Linked DNA regions of Sus scrofa: regions 1 and 2 are each linked to region 3. Evidence: chromatin contacts called from public Hi-C and HiChIP or PLAC-seq data. All regions are on one chromosome and are shown on one strand. The core of a region is the stretch at or near the end of the contact, and the rest is flanking DNA. Distances in the headings are between cores, read along the strand shown. Region 1 holds the start of GSTK1 (glutathione S-transferase kappa 1). Region 2 holds the start of ZYX (zyxin). Region 3 holds the start of TMUB1 (transmembrane and ubiquitin like domain containing 1).

What was found. Hi-C and Micro-C count contacts between places; a contact is called where the count stands out from the background. HiChIP or PLAC-seq counts read pairs in DNA pulled down with a chosen protein or histone mark.
Region 1: a contact with region 3 is called in a Hi-C map of liver, with 4 times the contacts expected there. The contact joins the promoter of GSTK1 here to the promoter of TMUB1 in region 3. A contact is called at or near these places in 1 of 5 promoter capture datasets (liver) and 1 of 47 Hi-C or Micro-C datasets (liver).
Region 2: an H3K27ac HiChIP or PLAC-seq map of alveolar macrophages shows a contact between it and region 3. The contact joins the promoter of ZYX here to the promoter of TMUB1 in region 3. A contact is called at or near these places in 3 of 47 Hi-C or Micro-C datasets (heart right ventricle, liver and skeletal muscle) and 1 of 2 datasets of contacts at active chromatin or transcription factors (alveolar macrophages).

Annotation. Positions count from the first base shown.
Region 1 is chr18:6,997,046-7,000,894 of Sscrofa11.1, forward strand. It overlaps GSTK1 (glutathione S-transferase kappa 1), which reads right to left and starts at 2,023. Exons shown (of 8, transcript NM_001315574.1): 1 at 1,807-2,023; 2 at 1,209-1,290; 3 at 892-1,020; 4 at 487-587; 5 at 170-205. The coding sequence starts at 1,878. LOC106508196 (a long non-coding RNA gene) reads left to right here and starts at 2,121. Exons shown (of 4, transcript XR_001304823.2): 1 at 2,121-2,320.
Region 2 is chr18:6,868,566-6,872,367 of Sscrofa11.1, forward strand. ZYX (zyxin) reads right to left here and starts at 1,669. Exons shown (of 10, transcript XM_003134592.5): 1 at 1,382-1,669; 2 at 1,038-1,254; 3 at 370-569; 4 at 116-208; 5 at 1. The coding sequence starts at 1,239. It overlaps LOC102166231 (a long non-coding RNA gene), which reads left to right and starts at 551. Exons shown (of 3, transcript XR_299598.3): 1 at 551-899.
Region 3 is chr18:6,140,112-6,143,985 of Sscrofa11.1, forward strand. It overlaps TMUB1 (transmembrane and ubiquitin like domain containing 1), which reads left to right and starts at 2,340. Exons shown (of 3, transcript NM_001244336.1): 1 at 2,340-2,378; 2 at 3,309-3,727. The coding sequence starts at 3,339. The region is part of intron 1 of AGAP3 (arf-GAP with GTPase, ANK repeat and PH domain-containing protein 3); the gene reads right to left.

The DNA.
Region 1 (3,849 bases), core at 773-3,272, 860 kb after region 3:
CATGAAATATTCTTTCAAGAGTCCTTAGTTCCAATGCTTTGGTGATTTGGCCTCTCAAACATCCTTCCTCCCCAAATAACTATGACCTCGTCCACCCAGTAAGAAAACCTTGTCCTCTCTGCACCCAATGCCAAGTGTACTCAGATTCCCCATGAGAGGGGACACTCACGGCCAGGACGCTCTGGGGCTCTGTGATGTCTTCGTCCTGGGAAGAAGAGGACACTTGGTATGAGGGGGGTGGTGAGTGAGGGGTGTGATGGAGGGCACCAGGTCAGGGAACAAGGCGGAGGGCAGGACCTAGTGGGCACCAGGTCAGGGAACAACAGGGAGGGCAGGACCCAGAGGGCACCAGGTCAGGGAACAACGCGGAGGGCAGGACCCAGAGGGCACCAGGTCAGGGAACAACGCGGAGGGCAGGACCTAGGGGAAGGTCACCAAGTCACACTGGGTATCCTCGCACGTGGGTTCCCAGAGCCCTGCGCTCACCCGTGACCAGACGCGCATCCACAGTTCCCTGGACACTTTCTCCAGCATCTCGGGGTGCTCCAGTTTCACGGTGGTGAGGAAGCGCATGGCTGTCAAACTTCCTGTGGGGCAGAGGCCCTCAGAAGTAGGGCCCTCCTAGCCTGCTTCCCATGGAAGACCAGCTCTTTCCTGCACCTGACACCCTGCAGTGCGCCATTGCCCTCAGCCCCCCACCCAAGTTTCTGGGAACTGATTAGTCCTGTTCTTCCTGTCCTTACGTCCCCACAACCTCGCTCAACTCTTATCCTGAGTTTTCCCAAGGTTTGTTGCACTTAACGTAGCACCTAAGCCTCTTCTTCCCAGCCTTGCGATCTCCAAATCTACTCCTCCCCACTTGATGCCCCATCTATATCCCATGTTTTTCACCTTTTCCAAGGATTGTAGAGAAGAAATCCTTGGGGAAGTGGATGGGAACCTGGAGATGGTGTCCCAGTCGCTTAATGTCCTCTTTCATGTACACAGCTTTGCGGGGAAGCATAGCTGGTGGCTGGTTTCCTGAAAATGGACAGTTAGGCTCACTGGTAAGAGACACCTAAGAGTCCCAGGCCCGGGGGACTCCTTCCCAGGCTTTGGGCAGAGGGCATATTACTGGCTGCTGCCACCAATATGAAACTCCAGTGGTAGCGCCTATGGGTCTCTGAAGTCAGTCTTCCCTCAAATCCTTGGAGAAAACGCCTTCCTACCGCTGTCTTTTAAGATCCCTGCAATTAAGCTTGGGCACAGCTGCAGGTTGACATTCCAGATGTTCTTGTACCGGCACAGGATCTGCAGGAGAGGAGGCGAAGATGGAGAGTGAAAGATGGGCAGTGAAAAAGGCTGAGGGAAGGGAAAGGTTCGTAGTAATGACCAGCCAGAGGCTACACGTGCAGGGAAGGGCTTAGGAGGAGGCCCTAAAGTGCTTGGTTTGAAATGGCAAAACTCTCTACGCCTAGAAATCCATCCCAGGATCTTTGTGGACAGTTTTTATCTGTTCTGCACGCTACCCCGCAAAACTGACATCTGAGGGCTAAGAAGTGGCGGTGCCATGGATTTCTCCTACATTCTCTGGAGCTGTTCCTCTTTCACTGTAGGAAACCCCTACTTTAGAATATAAGGGCTCTCCCTGGAGCCAGCGATCGTATCCTGTTTACCGACACAGTGACCTTCAGCCCTGGCTCTATCAACGTGTCTTAAACGCGCCGGGCAGAGCCAGGAGTTTCACAAGACTGCGGTTCCCGCGCCCCAAGCTCGCCCTTCCCTCTGCTCTCCAAGCCCCGGCTGAAGCGGCTCCCCAGGCGTCACCTCGAAGGCCAGCCAGGAGTAGGGGGACAGCACATCGTAGAAAAGCTCCACGGTCCGCGGGAGAGGCCCCATGCTGCAGCCGGACAACTGAGAAGCAAGCGCGGCCCAGCAAGCCGAGCGTTGATCGTTCCCTTTCTCCTGCGCGCAGCGTCCAGGCCGCGGCTCCAGGCGCAGAGTGAGGACGGGCCCCACCTTCGGCCCCGCCCCGATTCCCGGCCTCCCCGGGGTCAGGCCCCGCCCCGCCCATCCGCCCCGCCCCGCCCATCCTTCCCCGGAGCCCCGCCCCCGGCTCGGGGGACAGCCCCGCCCCGCCTCGCCCGCCCCGCCCTGGCCGCGCAGCCCGCAGCGGGCAGAGTCGGGCTGGCTGTGGGGTGCCCTGGAAAAGCGGAGAGCGCCCGGGAGGCGAGGGTGAGAGGATATCCCCTGCGGAGCGCGCCGGTGTGGTGACCCAAGCACCTCACGGTCACCGCCCTGCCCTGCAGTGGAGTCCGGGGCAAACGGACGTAGTTTAAGGGTGAGTGCTGGCCTCTCACTTAGCTGTGAGCCTCTGGCAAGCCCGTTGACCTCTCTGAACCGCAGTGGCCTCCTCTCTCGTAAACATAGGCATAAAAATAGGGTTTACATAATAATAACACTGCCTTATTCAGGCTTGTGGGGAGTGAAAGGATTACGATTCACCTCAGCTTTTAGTGTTACTTGGCAATTGCAAGACTTTCTGGGACTGGGCAGAGTAAGAAGTGACCCAATGATAATTTTTTTTGTATTTCTCAAGAGTTTAGCACAATGTCTGGAGTATATTTGATAACCAATATATTCTGAACGAAGGAGAGGATACCTTACTGCAGCGGTAATTGGAGGGATAATGAGGAATAGTCTGTTGTCTTCGTACTTGTAAATATGTCATATTGTCTTCTTTTTTTTTTTTTTGGCTTTTCTAGGGCCGCTCCCGGGGCATATGGAGATTCCCGCATATGGAGGTTCCCAGGCTAGGGGTCGAATCAGAGCTGTAGCCGCCGGCCTACATCAGAGCCACAGCAACAGGGGATCTGAGCCACGTCTGCAGCCTACACCACAGCTCACGGGAACACCGGATCCTTAACCCACTGAGCAAGGCCAGGGATCGAACCTGCAACCTCATGGTTCCTAGTCGGATTCCTTAACCACTGCGCCACGGCAGGAACTCCTGTCATATTGTCTTGTACTTGAATTACATTTATTGCAAAGAAACAAGTTTAAAAATTCCATTTAATTTTATTAAATTATTCTTAATATTACTAATTTTATGAATTGGAAAACTTACAAAGATTCCACTCATTTGTATGCATTGAAAAACAACCCTAGGGAGTTCCCGTCATGGCGCAGTGGTTAACTGAATCCAACTAGGAACCATGAGGTTGCGGGTTCGGTCCCTGCCCTTGCTCAGTGGGTTAACGATCCGGCGTTGCCATGAGCTGTGGTGTAGGTCGCAGACGCAGCTCAGATCCCGCGTTGCTGTGGCTCTGGCGTAGGCCGGTGGCTACAGCTCCGATTCAACCCCTGGCCTGGGAACCTCCATATGCCGCGGGAGCGGCCCAAGAAATAGCAACAACAACAACAACAAAAGACAAACAAAACAAAACAAAACAAAAAAAACCCTAAGACCATCAGAATACAAGGATACAGTGTAAACCTTTAAACTTTTACACAGAACATATAAAATGGAATGAGAAATGATGTTATCTTCACCCACTTTCACATTAAACTAATTGCATGATGATCAGTGAAACTAAATTATTGACATTAAAAAACTGTACTTTGTTTTTCTTCAACAGTGTTAGTTTAAAAGTATCTAAGAGCTAATTTAGCTTGGTCATAAGATTTTAAAAGTTGATCATCACTTTTATTTTAAAACCTTTATATCTGGAAATCATTTTAGACTTACAGAAGAGATACACAGGGAGTACAAAGAGTTTCTGCATTTCCCTCATCCAGCTTCTCCTAATGTGAACATTTTGTGCATATATAACTATCAAAACTGGGAAATTAACTGGATTACAGACTTCA
Region 2 (3,802 bases), core at 419-2,918, 730 kb after region 3:
CCTGCAAGGGGAGGCAGAGGGGAGAGAAGCACCTTAGAGGAGGTGCTGCCCCCCCATAATTCGATCCCCACGACCTTCCTCCCTGCCCTGCCCTTGCTCCTCTCCATTCCCTTACCCGGGCTTTGAAGGGATCATTCTTGGTCATGTCATCCAGCAGTGAGGACAGAGAGTCAATCTCCAGATCAATACTGCTCACTTTATCCCTGGGCTAGAGGGTCAGGAGTCAGAGCACCCATGCCCAATTCTCCACCGCAGCCCCACCCTCGTGTGGACAGAGAGGCCGAGAGCCGGGGGGGGGGGGGGGTTGAAGGACCCTCCTCTCCTCCCCTTGGGGTGTCCACTGCAGCTGCCCCTCCCAGGCCTCCATACCTGCGGTGGGAGCTGTATGGGGACCTCAGGCCCTCCCTCCTCCACCAGCGGGGGCGGCGGGGAAGGGAAGATCTCCTCCTCCAAAGGCGCAGGGGGAAACGGTTCCTCGATCGGGGGAGGAGGGGGAGGGAAAGCACCTCCCAGGGCGCCCTCCGCCTCGTCGGCCTCCCCCAGCACGGGAGGCGGCGGTAAAGGAAAGTCTGAGGTTGGGAGGAGACAGAGGGCAGTCAGCGGGGACTCCTCTACCCCTCGCCAAGTTCCCCTCCTGCTCCACCTCTAAGCCCCAACCCAAGAACTTCTCTCAGGGGTCCTGGAGGGCGCGGGAAGTAAAAGGGGCGCAGGACGCCCCGGGAGCACTGGGTCAGGAAAGGCCGGGGCTCGGCCAAGGAGTGGATGCATCTCCCATTACACTTCGGAAAACGGACCCAGAGGGGAAAATTCGTGCCCCACATTCCCGCCTCCCACCCCCAGGCGGAGGACTTGGAACAGTCCCAGGAGCCCTGGCTTCCAGCCATGAGCTCCACGATGAGGTAAGAACATCTGCTCGGGACTGGGTGGCTGCGCCCAGCCCCCTCTGCTGCAACCTCTCCAGACATCCCCAAATTCCCGAAACCACTCCCCCCGGCCCGGCGCCCGCCGAGGTCCAGCCCCCGAGCTCGGCCACATACCTTCTGGGGGCGGTGGGGGGATCTCGCCCACTCGGCCCATCTGTGCGCGTTGGGCCCCGGCCGCCGCGGGAGGCTCACCGTCCCCGGGCCGGAAAGGATTCACTTTGGGCTTTGGGGCCACCACCGGGCCGAACTTCTTCTGCGGGGCGTAAAAAACCGGAGCCGAGACGGAGATCGCGCGAGGCGGGCGGGGGGCCGCCATGGCCAGGCCGGGCTGCTGGGGACGGAGGGCCGGGTTACGCAGCGCAGAGCCCGGCTGAGGACCCCCTCGCCGGCCCGGCTCCCCTCCGCGCCCCCGCGCCCCCACCCCGGGAGCGGCCGCCGGGCGGCTCCCCGCGCCTCACCGCGGGCCGGAGCGTGCGCGCAGCGTCTCGGGTGGCCGTCTCGCAGCCGGGTCCTCGGACTCTGCGTCCCGGTCCCGAGCTGCCTCCAGCCAGGCGGGGAGGGGCGCAGGGAAGAGGGAGGGAGGGAGAGGGCGGGGAGAGAGCGGCGCCGAGACCATACAAGGAGCGGCCCGGAGAGGGGGCGGGGAGAGGCGGGGAGGGCCGACGAGGCAGGAAACTCCCCCAGGAAGGGGCCCCGATCCTGCCCCGGGGCCGGAGGCTTCATCAAGGTCCTCCCGCCCCCGCCTCCGCCCCCCTCCCGGCCGGCCCCGCCGCCCCCGCCGCCCCGGCCCGGCCCAGACCACCCCTCCCCAAACACAGGCCTCTGATGTCATTTCCTGACTTGCCCCGCCCCCCCCTCCCGCCCGACCCGCGGGTGCCCGAGATCTGACTCACCGTTCCTACTCCGGGCTACCCTGCGGAGGTCGGGTGGCCGCCCCAGAGCTGCCCCAGCAGCTCAGGGGCGCCTCCGCCCCAGCCCAGCCCCCTCCTCTCCCGGCCTACCTGCCCCCGCCACCTTCGGCCGCTCCTCCGCCTTTGCACCCAGCCGCCAGCCCCTCGCCCCGGGACTGGCAGGACTGGGATGGAACGGGGCTCCTAGGTGGACGGGGATGGTGAGTGGGGTGTTATCCCTTCTCCCGCCCCCCTAGGCCCTTCTGTGACCTGGAGTAGGGGTGGGGTGTCAGCATGAACCTCAAGGGTCCTTTGGGGATCTTAACTTCAAATCCTGGGCAGCTACTAAAGGTTTCTAAGAATTCGCATCACCCGCGCCCCCGCCTATGGATCAGTTAAATACTGCGGGAGGGAGAGTCCGGGCGGGCCCGGCCAGGCCGGGGAGGTGAGAGGGCGGGACGGAGGCGAGGGCAGCCAGAGCACTTGGGGCGGGGGAGAACGGACTTGGAGGCTGGCGACAGTCTTCGCCGGTTCTGCAGCGCCCGCCCGGACCCACCTCTCTAGGAGCTGGTGCGCTGCTGCGGGGCGGCCCTCCGGGGGTTCCGAGACTGCGCTCGGTGGAGCCCCCCATGGGTCCGATCGGATTCCTCAGCCTTCTTGTGCCCCAGGCTACTGGAAAGGGACCGACCTAGGTTCTTTCTTTCTGATTCTTTTTCTAACTGAGCATGGAAACTTACCAGATTGGCTCCTGAATTCTTCCACACTCACTGTCTACAAACTATGGCTTCACAGGGCCTTTTGGCTTGTAATTCCAACGTTATCACAATCGGGCGCTTTCTTGCCTCTCACTGTGTTGCCAGCCTTCGCTGCCATGTAAGGCAGTCCCTTGGTGCACACTCTATGCAATGTGTCCAGTCCCTGGCCCTCCAAATCAAATCGGCTGCACTCTGCTGCCAACCAGCGTCTGGGCTGGGCTCGAGAGACTGACCAGACTCACTCCTAGCATTTACCACGAGAAAACAGGCTGGAAGCTTAAGAGATACCCAGTAAGCTGCAGGATCTAGACTAAAACTGGGTATGTTAGAGGGGTCTCAGTGGCAGAGCTCATTCCTTCCCACCCTGACGTCAGGTGAAGCAACCCTGGACCCAGGAGAGCAGGTGAGGTTCAGGGGGCAGAGACCCAGCTGGAGTGCTCCAAGTGAGCGACACATCTCTGTCCTCTTGGTGTCATGTCCCCCGTGTATAAAAGGGTAATGATATTTAATCCTTATTGTGTTATATAGATAAATACATGAAATACCATATCTGAAAGTGCTGATGATGCCCAGTCCTATTATTCAAGTTCCTGTTCTGACAGGTTCCCCTAGGGCCATTTTCCCCATGTGTCCCCTTCCAGGTTGCCCGGCAGGCCTCTCATGGGCCTTCATACATGCATGCCTCCTCCTCCAACCTTATCAAATATTTAATTATACCTAAGACCTTATCTCCTTCGCCTTCTCTGACACCACTGATCTTTCTTTTCTCTGGCGTCTTCATGTCTTTGCCACTGGTATTTCTCACAGCCACAAGCATGGGTGGCCATGTATCATATCAAGCTTGCAGGGCAGACCTTCTCTGACATATAAGCTGGTCTCGGGCCAGGCCCTGTGAAGATCTGCTGGAAATTTGATGCTAAGATTTCCTGTGAGACCAAAAGTCTCATGGCCAATCCTTGAAAAATGTACCCACTTAGGGAAGTGAGGAAGATGGTTTGCGCATAACATCATAAGAGTAAAAGCCATCTGCCCTCTGAATGTCTCCTTAAGGAATGTGCCTGTGCAAAATATAGTCTATTTAATTGTTAGGCAGCTGAACCTATTTATAAATCAAGAATAGAAGAGTGCGTAGGCAGGCTTAGTTTTACTGACAACTAAGAGCATTCGGGTTGCAGAATATCAAAGCTAAGAGTTTTCAGCCAACCATCCTAAACACAAGTAGAAACACACAGAG
Region 3 (3,874 bases), core at 1,090-3,589:
AAGTCTTTGTTTAATTTTTTATTTAATTTTTTAAATTTGGTCTTTTTAGGGCTGCACCTGCGGCATGTGGACGTTCCCAGGCTAGGGGATGAATGGGAGCTACAGCAGACAGTCTACACCACAGCCACAGCAACACCAGATCCAAGCCGCGTCTGTGACCTACACCACAGCTCATGGCAACACTGGATTCTTAACCCCCTGAGCAAGGCCAGGGATCGAACCCACATCCTCATGGATCCTAGTCGGGTTCGTTAATTGCTGAGTCACGACAAGAACGCCTGTGTTCTGTAAGACTAAAAGCAATATCTAACATATCTTTTAGATGCTTAATTAGAATTGACAGCAAGAAGGTTGCACAGGTATCTTCCAGCAGAAATGCTAAAGGTAAAGAGCCCTCCAAAGTGTTGCCCTGGCCGCCAGCACCTACCTGTTTGGCTAATCACCTGTCTCTTCTATTAGGAAAGGAGCCACATGCAGGCATAGGGTCTGATTCACCACTGTATTCCCAGCTTCTCATTCCGGCCTGGCACTTAGTATACATTTAATAAATATTTCTAGAATAAATGAATAAGTGGGAGGGAAGGAATGAGAGACAGATAGTTCTGTATGTTATAAATCTAAACAGCCCCAATGCAACATTTGGAGAGCTTGCTCCCACAAGAAGGTATCTGCCTTTGGAACACAGGTTATATTAGTTTTAATTAAGTTTGGCTTATAGAGTTCCCTGGTGGTTCAGTGGGTTAAGGATCCAAGTTGTCAGTGCTGTGGAACAGGATGGATTCCTGGCCCTGGGAACTTCTGCATGCCGCAGGTGCAAGCAGGAAAAAGAAAAAAAAAAAAAAAGACTGGCCTGTAAAATCAAGGATGTGAGATCTCTGTGGCTATAGGAGCCCAGAGAAAGGAGAGAAAAACCCACGGAAAGGAATGGGCCCAGGCCAGGCTGAGGCTCGACATCCCCTACATAGCAACACTCTAAGATCTGGGTGGAAGGAGTGTTCTAATACTAAGTGAACAAATATCCACCGTGTGACAGCTCCTCTGCATAATTTTCACACTTATTTAATAAAACACCTAATTTTTCTTGCAATTGCCTTTAAAAAAATTTTTTTTGTATTTTTTATTCTTTTAGGGCCATACCTGAGGCGTATGGAGGTTCCCAGGCTAGGGATCAAATCGGAGCTGCAGCTGCTGGCCTACGCCACAGCCACAGCCACGCCAGATCAGAGCCGAGTCTGTGACCTACACCACAGCTCATGGAAACGATGGATGCTTAACCCACTGAGTGAGGCCAGGGATCAAACCTGCATCTTGATGGATACTAGCCAGATTCTTTTTTTTGTCTTTTTGCCCTTTCTAGGGCCACTCCTGTGGCATATGGAGGTTCCCAGGCTAGGGGTCGATTAGTCAGATTCTTAACCCGCTGAGCTACAACAGGAACTCCACAATTGCCTTTTGAGGTATGTGTTGGGAACAGAGAAATTTAGGTTCAAAGACATTCAGTAAAGCACCCAAGGTCACATAGTTGATAAGCACAGGATAAGGGATCAGCATTTGTGCCACGTTCCAAAGTCTATGCCTCTTGCACAGTCTTTCGGGGGAAAGGGGAGGAGGGGACCTGGTAAATAAGCAGCCCAAGCCACCGTGGCCAGCCTGGTGGGGAAGCCCATGGATACTGGGCGCTGGGCTGAAGAGTCAATTTGGAGGATCCAGGATGACTTCTGGGGTCCACTCTGACTTAAAGTTCTTGTTGTGGCTCAGCGGATTAAAAACCCGACACAGTGTGAGGATGTGGCATGGATCCCTGGCCTCACTCAGAGGGTTAAGGATCCAGCGTTGTGAGCTGTGGTGTAGGTCGCAGATGCAGCTCGTATCTGGTGTTGCTAAGGCTGTGGTGCAGCCCGGCAGGTGCAGCTCCTATTCGACCCCTAGCCTGGGAACACCCATGTGCCGCAGGTGCGGCTGTAAAAAGAAAGAAGAGTAGGCCAAGGTAGGATCCACTCGAGCTTCCCCGATGCTGCTTCTGGAAACAGTGGTGCTCTAACAAGCTCCAGCTAACGCTGGTTTCTGGAGTAACAGATGCCCCAACTGCCCCGGGCAGGGGGCTGTCCCTGCTGTCGCCCAAACCTCTACGGGAGAGCACACCCCCCAAACCCAACCCCGCCGTCCCCTCAGCAATTTGCGGGCACTGGGACGAGACAGCCGAGTCCTGCCCGTGGATCCGCAGCGCGGAAGGCGGGGACTGCGCACCGCGCTGGACTACAAGTCCCACAATACTTCGCACGGCGGGGAAGCGGAGGGTGCCTCCAGGTGTCTGCGACCTCGCCACCTCCCGCCCGGAAGTGCCCGAGGGTCCGCTATGGAGCTGGCGGAGCCGGGCGGTGAGTCCTGCGTTCTGACCGCGCCCACCCCGCCGCCCCCGCCAGCTGGCCCCCGCTCGCCCCGCCCCGGGATCGGTCTGGCACTCCCGCCGCTGGGGTTGGGGGGCGGGCGGGAAGATGGGAGGGGTGATGGAGGATGGGGGTGGGGAGGCTAAAGTCTCGGATTCCGGCGGTATCTGGGGTCCTGCTGCGGGCTAGGTTTGGAGAGGCGTCTAAGAGGAGGCGCGGAACTGGGCCGACTCGGGGTGGAGTTTGAGTGGACCGAGGGGGGCCGAGTTGCGGTGGGGAGCAGCGACCCTCGGAGATTCCAGTTTGCCAAAGGGCTCGTTTCGACGTGGGGAAGCTTTAGGAAACTGTATCGTGTTACGGGTGGGAGGTTTGGGTAAATAGTAAAGGGGCGGGGGTGTGCTGTGTGTGTGTGTGTGTGTGTGTGTGTGTGTGTGTGTGTGTGTGTGTGTTCGTGGAGGAAAGCCTTTTGTGTGTCTGTGTGTGTCTGGAGACCTTTTTCTTCCCCCTTGGAGAAACTTTAGTGATGGAGGAATAGATAAACTTTGGGATGAATTAGATGGAAAGAATAGGTAAGCTTTGGGGTGAAGTTTGATGGGGGTTGAATTTAGGGGAGAGGTTGCTTAGAAGGTCAAGGCCTGACCTCTGAGTAGGATGTGGGTGAATTGGAGAGCTGGTTAAAGACCTAGAACTTAGGTTACAAAAAATTAGGACTTGGGGTTTGGTGATGGGAAGGGGCATGTGACCCAAGTCTGGGGCAAGCAAGAGGGAGAGCAGTCTGTGTCCCAGGGTGGGGTGTGGCTAAGTGGGCAAAGGAATTGGGACTGTGGGAGAGTTGTAGTGGGGTGGGGTCGGACGCCCCTGAAGTTCAGAGGGCTCTTGGAGGCTGAGCCAGCCCCTCATGGGTTCTTTGTGCCTCTCCAGCTCGGTAGCCCAGCGGGCAAGGCAGGTGCCATGGCCCTGATTGAAGGGGTGGGTGATGAGGTGACCATCCTTTTCGCGGTGCTTGCCTGCCTTCTGGTGCTGGCTCTCGCCTGGGTCTCAACACACACTGCCGAGGGCGTGGATCCACTGTCCCAGCCATCAGGGACCCCACCATCAACACAGCCCAGCGAAGCCATGGCGGTCACTGACAGCATCAGAGGGGAGGCCCCAGGAGCTGAGACCCCGAGCCTGAGACACAGAGGTCAGGCTGCACAGCCAGAGTCTGGCATGGGGCTCCCGGCCACACCGCCACCCCAGGACTCCCCCCAAGAGCCCCTCGTGCTACGGCTGAAATTCCTCAACGATTCAGAGCAGGTGGCCAGGGCCTGGCCCCACGACACCATTGGCTCCCTGAAAAGGTAAGCTGGGAAGAGGACGGGGTTGAAGTGGTAATGAGTCGGGTGGGAATGGTCACAGCGTGGAAGGGCCACCAGAGATGCTGATGGGAACTGAGGTCCCCAAGCCACTCACACGGTATTGTTCCTCTGAAGCAGGAGAGGCCCCTG